Regions from separate parts of the Mus musculus genome. Here all the other regions are linked to region 1. A link is a contact called in public HiChIP or PLAC-seq data. All regions are on one chromosome and are shown on one strand. The core of a region is the stretch at or near the end of the contact, and the rest is flanking DNA. Distances in the headings are between cores, read along the strand shown.

The links. HiChIP or PLAC-seq counts read pairs in DNA pulled down with a chosen protein or histone mark.
Region 2: an H3K4me3 HiChIP or PLAC-seq map of embryonic forebrain shows a contact between it and region 1, with 3 times the contacts expected there. The contact joins two enhancer-like sites. A contact is called at or near these places in 9 of 115 datasets of contacts at active chromatin or transcription factors (cardiomyocytes, craniofacial prominence, embryonic basal ganglia and 6 more).
Region 3: an H3K4me3 HiChIP or PLAC-seq map of forebrain shows a contact between it and region 1, with 4 times the contacts expected there. The contact joins two enhancer-like sites. A contact is called at or near these places in 9 of 115 datasets of contacts at active chromatin or transcription factors (astrocytes, cardiomyocytes, embryonic basal ganglia and 6 more) and 3 of 9 other capture datasets (embryonic stem cells, liver and pancreatic islet).
Region 4: a contact with region 1 is called in an H3K4me3 HiChIP or PLAC-seq map of embryonic forebrain, with 3 times the contacts expected there. The contact joins two enhancer-like sites. A contact is called at or near these places in 1 of 484 Hi-C or Micro-C datasets (nephron progenitors) and 9 of 115 datasets of contacts at active chromatin or transcription factors (craniofacial prominence, embryonic basal ganglia, embryonic forebrain and 5 more).

The regions. Positions count from the first base shown.
Region 1 is chr5:120,407,871-120,410,570 of GRCm38.p6, forward strand. No RefSeq gene overlaps it. Among named protein-coding and RNA genes, the nearest start is that of Gm31976, 22 kb to the right of the region's middle. Within about 2 kb of position 1,276, at least 44 of the 459 cell types and tissues checked have an H3K27ac peak or open chromatin away from gene starts, as enhancers often do. A contact at or near this core is called in embryonic basal ganglia, embryonic forebrain and forebrain, where this site is marked.
Region 2 is chr5:120,193,117-120,196,036 of GRCm38.p6, forward strand. The region is part of intron 23 of Rbm19 (RNA binding motif protein 19); the gene reads left to right. Among named protein-coding and RNA genes, the nearest start is that of Gm31836, 41 kb to the right of the region's middle. Within about 2 kb of position 1,670, at least 53 of the 459 cell types and tissues checked have an H3K27ac peak or open chromatin away from gene starts, as enhancers often do. A contact at or near this core is called in embryonic basal ganglia, embryonic forebrain and forebrain, where this site is marked.
Region 3 is chr5:120,172,927-120,175,754 of GRCm38.p6, forward strand. The region is part of intron 21 of Rbm19 (RNA binding motif protein 19); the gene reads left to right. Among named protein-coding and RNA genes, the nearest start is that of Gm10390, 35 kb to the left of the region's middle. Within about 2 kb of position 1,570, at least 25 of the 459 cell types and tissues checked have an H3K27ac peak or open chromatin away from gene starts, as enhancers often do. A contact at or near this core is called in forebrain, where this site is marked.
Region 4 is chr5:120,268,258-120,271,113 of GRCm38.p6, forward strand. No RefSeq gene overlaps it. Among named protein-coding and RNA genes, the nearest start is that of Gm31836, 34 kb to the left of the region's middle. Within about 2 kb of position 1,319, at least 24 of the 459 cell types and tissues checked have an H3K27ac peak or open chromatin away from gene starts, as enhancers often do. A contact at or near this core is called in embryonic forebrain, where this site is marked.

The DNA of each region.
Region 1 (2,700 bases), core at 26-2,525:
CGTGCCTTGGTTTCTTCTCCTAGTCTCCTGACAATGGACCATGAGTTGCCAACATGAGCCTCATTGCTGGAAACAATTCCATGTGTTCTCCGTGTGTGCTTGTCTGCAGGCACTCCAGAACTGAGCAAGCCTGTCTGAACACCTTTACAACTCTGCCAATACTTAGAGCCATGAAGTGTGGGCTTCCAACTCCTTGGATTGGCTGTCCCCTGAGCCTGCACCTATGCCAATCCTAGATAGCCCTCACTCTTTATACCATAGTACATTTTTGTTACCATTTCCATATGTGTTTCTCAGACAGCTAATGAGTCTCTTCTCATGCTCTCTTGTCTAGAGCTCACAACGTTCTGTCAAAGTTGTGAGTAGAACAGCTCCTCTCATTTTATGTTTTGTTTTGGGTTTTGTGGGCTTGTCTGCTTGTCTGTCTGTCTGTCTGTTTGTCAAGACAGGGTTTCTCCATGTAGCCTTGGCTGTCTATACACCAGGTTGGCCTTGAACTGCCTATGCCCCACCGAGTGCTAGGATTATATGCCACTACCGTCTAGCTAGTTTCTCTTTTCTTCTAGAACAGTTTGTATGATAGAATAATCCCTTGCCTCTCATTATCTTGTGCAGAATTCACCTGTACATCCATCTGAACCAGGTGCCTTTTTGAGGTGGGGTGAGGTGTAATTGCACGGAAAGTTACTCTCTGAGGACATTCGACTAGCTTTGGTACACCTATCAGAAACAACCGGAAGAGTTGATGCTTCCAGATTGGCAGAGAAAGAACAAAATTGGGTGGTCACAGAGCGTCAGGGTGCAGAAAGCCCACCAGGGTGTGATTTCAATACAGACATCAGTCACACACCACACGTAGTTCAGGTGACAAGGATTAGGAGAAACATGTGTTCTGCATGGCCACCTGCCTGGGGACTTTGGGTTTGGTTTTTGTTTTTCCTGACAGGGTATCACTATGTAGCCCTGGTTACCCAGGGCTGGCCTCAAACTCTGATATACAACTGCCTCTGCCTTCTGTGACTTGGGACTAAACGCATATACCACATGTTCTGTTTGTGAGCCTGCAGGTGCTTGGTGTTGGTGCATCAATGCTATCCTACACTGTGCCCAAGGTTTCCCTGGGCTTAGGCTGTGCTTCATATGTGAATGTTTCTGCGTGTCCACCAATACACACACCTACCACTCCCACCCACCAGGACCCGCCAGCACAGCTGTGCACAGCGCCCGCGCGCGTGCACACACGCGCAGAACTGTCTATTTATCATTTATATTATGTGAACGTCACACCACCTCGTGCCTGTGTGTCTGTGGTGACATTGGTGAGGACGGGGTCTGGGGTGTCTCTTGGGGGGTGTATCACCTATGTGGAGTGTCTCATTATGTGGATCTGTTTGTTAAACAAAACCGCGCATATGTGCACACATGTGTGCATCTGTGTGTGTGTGTGTGTGTGTGTGTGTGTGTGTGTGTGTGTGTGTGTGTGTAGGGCTGTTCCCACCCCGTCTGGCTCCACAGACACCCCACATTGCTTCTGCCTGTTGGCGTCTGTCCCCTGCACCCACGCAGCCTCCCCTGTTCCCCCCTCCCCAGTCTGTTTGCAAAGACACCGGCACAATGGGGCCTCGCGTGTGGACGTGCGCGCCTTCCTTTTATTTTGCCCACTGTTCTGTGACAGCAGCAGGCTCCCAGCTACCTCCTCTTCCACAGCGGCGCTCCTTTGGGGATATCAAGGGCAAGCCAGAGAAGGGTTACCTGGAGAAAAGGGTTGCTAGGCAACCAAACACCCACCACCCCGGAGCACCACCAACCCAAAACTCCGTTCCAGGCCTGCAACCAGATTAGCATATTAATGAGGCTGTAATTTCCCCCGAATTGTCTGCGCGGCGCACACTCACCTCACCGCACACTGGCCCAGGAGTTTGCTATGCAAATAAACCGGTTTTACAGACTGCGACTTAATTAATCCATCAAGTCCATCCACCTCACAGGAAAGACAGACGAACTACAGATTAATGAACCCGTGTTTGCCTACCCTTCTCCCCCTGCTACAGCAAGCTGCCTCTCGCCTTTTCCTCTCTACAGTCCATCTTTCTTCCTTTCTCTCCCCCGTGGGGGGACCACGGGCCCACCTGGAGTCCCCCCCTTCCTCCCTCCATCCCAGCCTTCCTTGCACCCCCAGCCTCATTCGCTGACCCCTGCCTAGAACCGGAAAGTCCCCGTGTCCAGCCTAGCCTCAGGGTTTTTCCAAAGCATCGGTCCCCTCTCTACCCCAGGCTGCCGGAGGAGCAGAGCCCTGGAAATGGAACGCTGTCTCTTTAACGAGAGGAGCGCGCAGGTTTTATTTTTGACTCATAGTTTAGCCTCGGCCCTGATATTCAATCAGCTGAATACAGAGTCGAGAAGAAGAGAGCGCGTTCTCCCCGCCTGCGTGTTAATTAGAAACGCCAGTCCTGGCTGCCGCCCACACTAATCAACTTTGTCCACATCTTGATGGAAGACACACACCCAGGAGGGATCCTGGGACTCTTGGGGGACCCAGTAAGCTGAGCACAGGATGCAGGAGACCCCTCTGGAGGAGGATGCTTTGAACATTGGACCCATTCTGCCTTCATCTCTTTTTCTGTCTTCCTGGTTCGCTTCTCCCTGAGGGCGGTGCCACTGCCTCCAGGAAGCCTTCTCAGATTGGCAGGGTTATAAATC
Region 2 (2,920 bases), core at 420-2,919, 210 kb before region 1:
TACCGCAGGGCAGTGTGGGAGGGGCAGGGCCTGGCCACCATCCTGGGCGGGGCCCACAGACCCAGAGGGTACAGGCTGGCCAGCATACCTGACATGCAGCCTGGCCCAACCAGGGGAAGCCAGGGAACAGCTTCAGTGGCGGCCTCAAGTGCCTGTGATAGGCAACAAGAAGCACGCAGACCAGCAGCCACCAGCTGAGCCATCGGTGTCTTGCCTGCAACATGTTGAACACAAAACAGTATTGGATTCATCACTGTTTGGCCACTGGAAGATCTGACCTGGAAATCAGTTTCAAGGCATTCATAGGAAATCAGATCCGGCCACCCTGGTCCCACACCCCACACAGAAGCCTGTAGAGCCACTGTGCATTTATGAGATGTGTGTTTCCTGTTGCCCAGTCCACGGCACACGGCCCTCCCAATGCTGGGACTCCTGCTTACTCCACAGCCACGTGTCTCTGTGTCATCTCAGCTTGGACCCAGGAGGAAGAAAAGATCATAATGAAAATGAGCCTCCAGGCTAAGCAGGGCTGCAGGAGCCTGTGGGAGCCTCCACTCTCCCAAGACTGCACAGGGTTCCCAGCCCTGGTAGCCCACACTCACATAGGCCAAGGACAGAAGACCCCAGGTCAGTGTGGGCCCCTTCCCTATCTTGGGTTAAGCCCACCGTGATCGAGGTTGGGGTTCCACATGCACAGGGCCAATCCAGTTATCTGGACCTCCAGGCAGGAAGATGCCCAGGATGGACATCTTGGAGAGAAGTTAGCCTGTGGCCACTTTACAACCTCCCACCATTTAGGTCCCTTCCTCACTGGGCAGAATCACAGTGGAGAATGTGTCTGTGAGAAGCAAACCCCACTCACTGCCTACCTTACTTGAATAAGATCCACATCCCTGCCCTTTGAGGTGGGTCTGTTGGGCTTACTGTTGTGTGAATACTGTCCTGTGACTCACTCTGCTTCTGCTTCTGTTGCCGAGACTGAGGGTAGAGCTGTCACTTTCCACTGCAAGGCAAGTGTCAGTGGGACACTTGGCTATGATGTGAGGAAAAGGCCCCCAGAGTGAGCTCAGCACCATGTAGAGAGCCAGTCTGTACCCACAGGGCTTCCCCACAGCTCAGGGCTCATGTACCCAACTTGTGGGATTCCCCACAGGCACTTAGAGACCTGACCCTGCCTGTGTCCCAGCTCAGCCACGGCAGCTCAGCCCCTTCTGCTGGGTGCTGGCCGTCAGAGTCACTTGATGGTACATTTAACACTTCTTGTCTATCTTGGCCGGTGCCTTCTGGCAACTGAGTGTTCACCCTTGTGCTAGCCAAAGTCCTGAAGGCCCTGTGGCTTGTCACTTCCTGCATTTCTAAACAGGATCTCGCCATTGTCCAGGCTGGCTGCTCACCACCAGGCTCAGACCATCTTCCTGTGCCAGCCTCCCTGGTCCTGGGGTACCAGGCATGGCCAGCACATGCAACTTGTGCTTAGACGCTTCGTCTTCATTCGGGAACTGAGCCCAAACAGGGAAAGCAACTGGCTTGCATGCAGCCTCCATCCAGAGTGGCAGGGTCTGCTGCAGGCCTGCTGGCTTCCCCTTCTGGGCCGCCTCTGTCTCGCCTGCCTCTTCACGGAGCCCTTCCAGCGTCCTTTCTCCCTGTCAGCCCTGCTCTCCTCCCCAGCCTCCCTCTCCTCCCATGAAGCCTTTCTCCTGTCTTCCCACAGTCCCCCGCCTGCCCGCCCGTGCCTTCCATGCAGGCGACATTGCCAGCCAGGGAAGGGAAAAAAAGATGCGGGCTGGCATTCTGTCAAGGAATTAATTGAAAAATAAAACCATTAGGTGGGAACTGGAGAAATGCAGAAGTGGGTGTTTGGAGGTTGGGGGGAGGGGGCAGGACTGGGGGGCTGTTGGGGGCCGGCCGAGCTTTTTGTTGAGTTCATTTCTCGGTATTGATGTTTGGTGACAGTCACTTGTTGTTTATCTCCAGGAGCAGCTGCGCTGTGGAAGGAAAATGCGCGGCTTGTTCCGTTTATTTATTTCACACCTTCCCTGGGTTCTGCTTTGTGTTTGTTTGGTGAAGGCCCACGGAGGCCTCCGACATGGGGAAGCGGGGTTTCCACAGCTGTTCCTGCCAGGCGGAGCCGGCACTCCATGTGGAGGCAGGCCAGTGGGGGTGGGGGGCTGGGTGGCAGCAGTGAAGACGAGAAATGGGGGTGAGTGGCCCAACCCCCATCCCTGGCTGTAGACTTGAACCTGACCCATCAGTAAGGTGCACCCACCCCATCCTTACGGCCACCCCAGGAGGTGGCAGAGAGCAGGGGTGACATGCTCAGGGTGACTTGGCTGGTGATGGCAGATGGGCACTACAGAAAGCAGCTGTTCAGAAAGTGCATGAAGACTTGGGCTAAGGAACCCTACTCTGAGCAAAGACAGGCTGGTGCTGTGAGCACAGGCTGAAGGCAGTGGCTACCATGAAGCAGTCCCCAAGGCTTCCTCCCTGAGGACTGTTAGCAGGGCAGTGTTCAGAGGTCCTGGCCAAGAGTCAGTTGGCTCCTGGCTGGGGTCCCAGGCAGGTGTTGCCCAGGTCTCTGTGATGAGAGAGAAGTGTGTGTGTGTGTGTGTGTGTGTGTGTGTGTGTGTGTGCACGCGCGCACATGCGTGCGCGAGTTTGTGTAGCAAGGTATTCATGGAAACCATTCATGGCTTCATACATTCTTCTCTCTGCTCCTTTTGCCATAGCCTGATCCCTTTGAGCCCGGTTGTACCCTGGCCCTCTTCAGTCAGTCTATCAGTCTCTCAGTAGACATTTACTGAGGGCTGCTTGTATTAAGACAGTTCTGGGCATTGGAGCACAGGGGCAGGCATGATAGGCATCCCTGCCTTCCAGCAAGAGACAAACAGCAGCAAAGCCAAAAGGTCTTAGGGGTACTGTG
Region 3 (2,828 bases), core at 320-2,819, 230 kb before region 1:
GTCTGTCACCTTCGCCCTTTGCCCCATGCTTTTCTCATCTGTCAGCCAGAGGTGGTGACAGTATTGACCCCAGCGAGCATTGTTACATCTGGGGGTGGCAGGTCTCAGAGCTGAGCGGTGGGTGGGGGTGGGGGGCTCCTTTGTCGCTGAGGTGACAGTAGTAGTAATGGACAATGACAGTGTTCCGAAGCCTCCAGTCTACATTTCTAGAAGTGTCCTCACATACTGGTAAGTTCTTCCTAAGCTCTAACTCTTAACTCTCAGCTGCTCCTCAGCCTGGCTCTTTACCAGGATCACCCCCCTGAAGCTCCTGGGGTCTTTAGGCACGAGTTCCTTGGCCATTCAGTCTAGAAGCCCCAAGCCTAGGTTGTGGACTCTCCCAAAGGCCCCCAGCTCCCATCCCCACTCCAGTTCCATGGTGGCTCCAGACTGTCCTGGCTCCCGCCACCGCACTCTGAGATGCACATCTACAGACCACAGCAGCCCGGCCCCTTCCTTCCGCCTCCTCACCAGCTTCTTTCTCCACCTTTTAATTATTTTCCTTGCTTCCTCCGGCCCCTCGGCTGCTTACCATGCACCGAGCATCCACGCTCACAGCGCGATGTGGAGGGGAGGCATTAACCTCAGCAGCCATCCCCAACCCTGCCCTCCTCTCCCTCTCTCTGTCTCCCTTCCCTGCTCCCTACCCCAACACAGCCAGGCAAAAAGAAGGTGCACATGGTCCTCTCCCTTGCCCCCACAATCCTGGGTGGGTCACTAGGACTAGCTACCACCTTACACACATACACATACACCACTTCACCCTGGATTTAGCCATATTTGGGGAAGGAAGAAGTCCCACTTCTGGCTTGTCTCTGTGGGGAACAGGGCAGGCTTGAACTAACCATCCTGTGGCCAAGCAGGGGACATCACCCTCTGCTGTTTCCCACCCAGAACAGGGCTGCTTTCCCTGGATGGCTTGTTTGTAAAGCAGGGTGGAAAGACTTGGGTGGTGGACTCCACAGCCCCTCTTCATAGTCCCTGCCTCTTCCGGCTGTCTCCTGCTGTTGGTCATTCTGGAAGTGGTTTTGGCAGAACCTGTGCAGGGCAGACATTGGGCGCCAGGCTGCAGGCACGGCACAAGCAAGATGAGTGGGGGTCCTTTCACTAGAAGAATTGCACTCGCTTGCACATACATACACACACACACACACAGACTGGGTGGTTCTAGTTGGTTCACTATGGGCAGTGGCATTGTGACAGGCGTACTGGAGATGAGGGGAGTGTGGCTGGAGAGCTGGAGAGCAGTGGGTGTTGGCACCCTCTGCTCTGTCAGACAACCAGCCTGACTGCCCCATGTCATCTATCTAGCCTTCCTACATTAGATGCCAAGCCCTCAGACTTGGGCTCGCAATGTCCCCACAGGTGACCTAGAGAACCAGTGACCAATGAGCCATTTCTGTGGACCAGGCTGGGAGCCTGCCTCAGCCATCCCCAGCTCTCCCTGTTCCTGTCAGCACCACCCACGCATAGAGACTGGTAGAGGGACCCAAGGCCGTGTGTCGTGGGACGTGCAGGCCTTTAGGTGGCAGAATAAAGCAAGGTTTTGCTGGCTGTTTGACTGGTGGCTCTCCAGGCTTCTCATCTGACCTGCTCAGACTCCGACCCCCCTCCAAATCAGCTAAGAGCTCCCTCTCAGCAAAGAGTCTGGCCAGACTCCCCTCTGCCTCTTTCCTTCCCATCCTGGGGAGGCTAGCCTTGTCGCCAGCTCCATTCCCTGAGGCCTGCACAGGCGTAGGGATGGGGGGAGCTGACAGGGAGAGCTGGACGTGCCGATTCATTTTTAGGCTTCATAATGCTGCGTTTACACACAGCCCTGCCTTCAGAAATGGGGCCAGCGGATGCCGGCTCATGCTGGCAGGGCTGCAGGTTAACGCCCCAGATTTAACTTACATCATTGTGTGAGGGCTTATGGCCTGCACTGTGTTCTTTACCCAATCGGTCCTTGGCCTGAAGCATCCCAAACCACGGTGTATGGATGCATGGACCCCGTGGCCACCAGAGAGTATAGATTTTCAAATAAAAATAAGACCTCTCTTCAAATGCAGAGCGCATTGAATATTTATCAGTGGCAGTGTGTGCGTACATATTTGATAAATGGACATTACAAAGGGATTGGGGTGGGGGCATGCAGCCAAGCGACCCTGAGGAAGCTCATTTCCTTTGTCCTAGAGTCTTTCAAAGGTTAACTCAATGGAGAGGAGAGGGTCAACCCCAAGGGTGGTCCAGGCCACAGGTCCCTGGTTGGGTTTTCTGCCCCAAAACACTGCCTGCCTGGCATAGCAGGTATCAAAGGAAGCTGTAGAGGACATGCAGCTCAGAAGGAGGGGTTGTGTGTCTTCAGATCCCTGCACATCGGGGCATCTCCAGCGCCCAGGTTCTAGGTTAACAGCAAAGATTTCATGGATTGGAGTCAGTCAGCTTAGGCTTGGCACGTGCCCGGTCCCGGATATGGAGGCTTGCCTGGGAAAGGTCAGGGGACCCCACTGACCGTGCACCCAAGAGCCTTGACTCCCATAGTCATCCCCTTGCACTGGCTGGGGAAATTCCTGGCCTGGCACGGCCTGCTCAAGACCTATCCCCATGGGGAAAGAACAAGTGTCAAGGTGTCCCCCAGGTGGCAGGAGCGACACCAAAAATTTCCCATCAGCACCTTCCATCCTGATGGTGCCCTCCCTCCCCCAAGTGGTGGCCAGCAGGGAGAAGAAAGCCACGCCTGCAGAGGAGAGAGGGCTGGGTATGGGGGAGCAGGAAGGCACATGAACGAGCCAGGCAGTGGATGTTCCCGC
Region 4 (2,856 bases), core at 69-2,568, 140 kb before region 1:
GGAGAGAGCCCCAGCTCTAGGCTTGTGCAGCAAGTGTCTTTTCCTGCCTAGCCAGCCTACCTTCTTTTTCTTTCCTTCTCTTTAAATGTGTGCGCACATGTATGTGTTCTTATGTATATGGTTGTCTTCCCTGGGTTTCTTATTGCCATGATAAAACACCATAACTAAAAGTAACTCGGGAAGGAAAGGCTTTACCTGGCTTTTCCTGGCTTTAAAGTTCTACTTCCCTGTCCATCATGAAAGGAAGAAGTCGGGGCAGGAACCTGGAGGCAGGAACTGAAGCAGAAGACAAGAGGAGCAAGCCAGTAAGTAGCCCTCCATCATTCTGGGGCGTCATCTTCATCTTCATCCTCTGTCTCAATTCCTGCCTAGAGTTCCCGCTCTACCTTCCCTGTCGGATGGGCTGGGACCTGGAGGCTGTAAGCTGAATAAACCCTTTCCCTAAGTTGCTTTTGGTCCTGATGTTTTACCACAGCAATAGAAACCCTAACTAAGACAATGGGTGTGTGTTTGTGTCTGGTGCCTTGATATGGAGGCTAGAGGACAATCTCGGGTGTCAACCTCAGGAGTACTGCCCATCTTCCTTGAGACAGGGTCTCTCATTAACCTGGAGCTAATGAGAGTTAGGTTAGGCTGGCAGCCAGTCCCTCCCCCCCCACCCCCCCCCCACACCTCCAGCACAACGACTATATTGCAAGATACCACACCTGCTTGTATCCGACTCAGGCTTGAGTTGGGACTTTTGAGTCACTTCCAAGACAGAATAGTATAGATAGTGACAGTCCCCACGCTATCTGTGGGGTCCATCTGTGAACCTGAACTTTTACCTATTTTGACCACATAACGCCTCAACGAGGAGATGCTGTAACCTGTATTTTACAAAGAGAAGGCCCGAGAGGCTCAGAGAAGTGCTGACACTTGTCAGGGATCACGTAGGCCATACATACAAAGTGGTCAAATGCTGCACTGTCTCCCCAGGCTAGGCAGTAATGGACCTGCTGTAAAAGCAAGGCTTTATCTGGACCCTGGTGGGGAGGGGTTTTAAGGGGGAATGAGGTAGAAGCCACTACCTAGCCTGGAGACGCTCCTTGGAAAAGGGGAACCACCAAGCTTCCTTTTTATGTATGGAGGGGTCCCTGTCTGTCCTTCGATTGGGCAGTGGCAGATGCCAGGCACACACGGAAGCCCCAGGGGTCTTACAGTTAGGTCTGCAGCAGGGTTGGATTGGCTGCAGCTGCAAGCATATGGGGACGTGAGTGGCTTCCTGAACAGCGGTATGTGTGGCCAGCTCAAGCCAAGGAAGCCCGAGGAAGCGCTCGTCCTTGTGCCTCGGTCTCAGGCCTCCGCTGTGCGCTTGTATTTAACGCCTCGCTCCATTTCCGAGCGAGCCTGGGTGCTGTGGGTTTGTTTGTCTAGCGACAGAAGGCAGCCTCCCAGGGAAGGGCCCTCCCTCGGCCCCCTCCACGCTCACACAGCCGGCCTAATGCTGCGTGGCGGGGCGCACTGATTAGGAAGCAAGCTGAGGGTCTCCTGGCACCACCACCGGATCAGGCTCTCCCCTGCCACGGGAAGCCAGCCTGAATCCCAAACTGGCAAAGACTTGGGGTGCTTCACCCCACAGCGAAGAGCGCCTGAGCAAACCTCACAGAAAATGAATCGCTGGCAAAAAGGAAAAGAAGCCATTTCCTGTTTCCAGAACACTACGCGGCTAGTTCAGCCCATGCGGGAGCCTGTGAGATACACATCAAAGCTGGGGAGCCATCTCCTCAGTAACGTGCTAGTACTAAAAGCATAAGGACCCGAGTTCGATCCCCGGGACCCACACAAAGAGTAGTGCACGGAGATACTAGCATCCTAACCCCAGCACTGGAGAGGTAGAGACAGGAAGATATCTAGGGCTTACTAACCAGCCAGACTAACCTGTTTGGTGAACTCTAGGTCTGTGAGAAACCCTCTCTCAGAGTAGGTGAACAAGTCTGTTAGGGTGCCCTCCCACCTCCCCAAACATGTACCTGCACCCCCTTTTTAAAAATCACCCATTGTGTTAAAAATAATCAGAATTAAATACAGAAAAATCAGATTCCATCATACTCCAAGCTACACAAAAAGCAACTGAATCTCTGCGAGTGTCTTTAACTCAAGATCCACATTTACAAACGCCAAGGAGAGACAGGATTTGAATGCAGTACTGCCTAACAAACACAAAACAACGTAAAATTCTGCTGTTAAGAAACAAAGGGACTCAAGGCTGTTAGCTTCACATCTGCAATGTCTTTGTCATGCAACTGACTTTAGGGACCTCTTGGCCTCAGTTTCCTAATCTGTAGAGTGGGGATGACAAGGCCAATGAGGTTTAAATGAATGGTGTAGAGCTGAGATGAGACAGTAGGTGGACAGGAAGGGGGCAGGATCACAAACAGCCAGTGCTTGGTGTGAGTCCACACCACAGAAGTCTCTTTCTGGTTAAGTCTCTAGAACCTAGTGTCTAGAAGCCATAGAGCTCTGTTCTAAAAGGAGGCAATGAACCCCTCTGGTGTAGTTAGTCCATTTTAGAGATGTGCAAACTGACGCTCTGGCCAGTTTGTTGGCCTGCTGTCATCTGCATGTGAGCTTGGTCAGATGCTGGCTAAGGATGGTGTGAAGAAAATGCACTGTGGGATCTCTCTCTTTCTCTACACACATACACACACACACACACACACACTCACACTCACAGAGCTGCTTCTGTTCCTGATGCTGGTGTTGTCACAACGTCCTTGTCCAACTGCTGGGGCCAACCATCACCATGGCAACCGCCAAAGGCCAGCTGGCCTCAGGTGCTAGGATGGGCTGTGGCCACCTTGAGCCCTGGCCCCG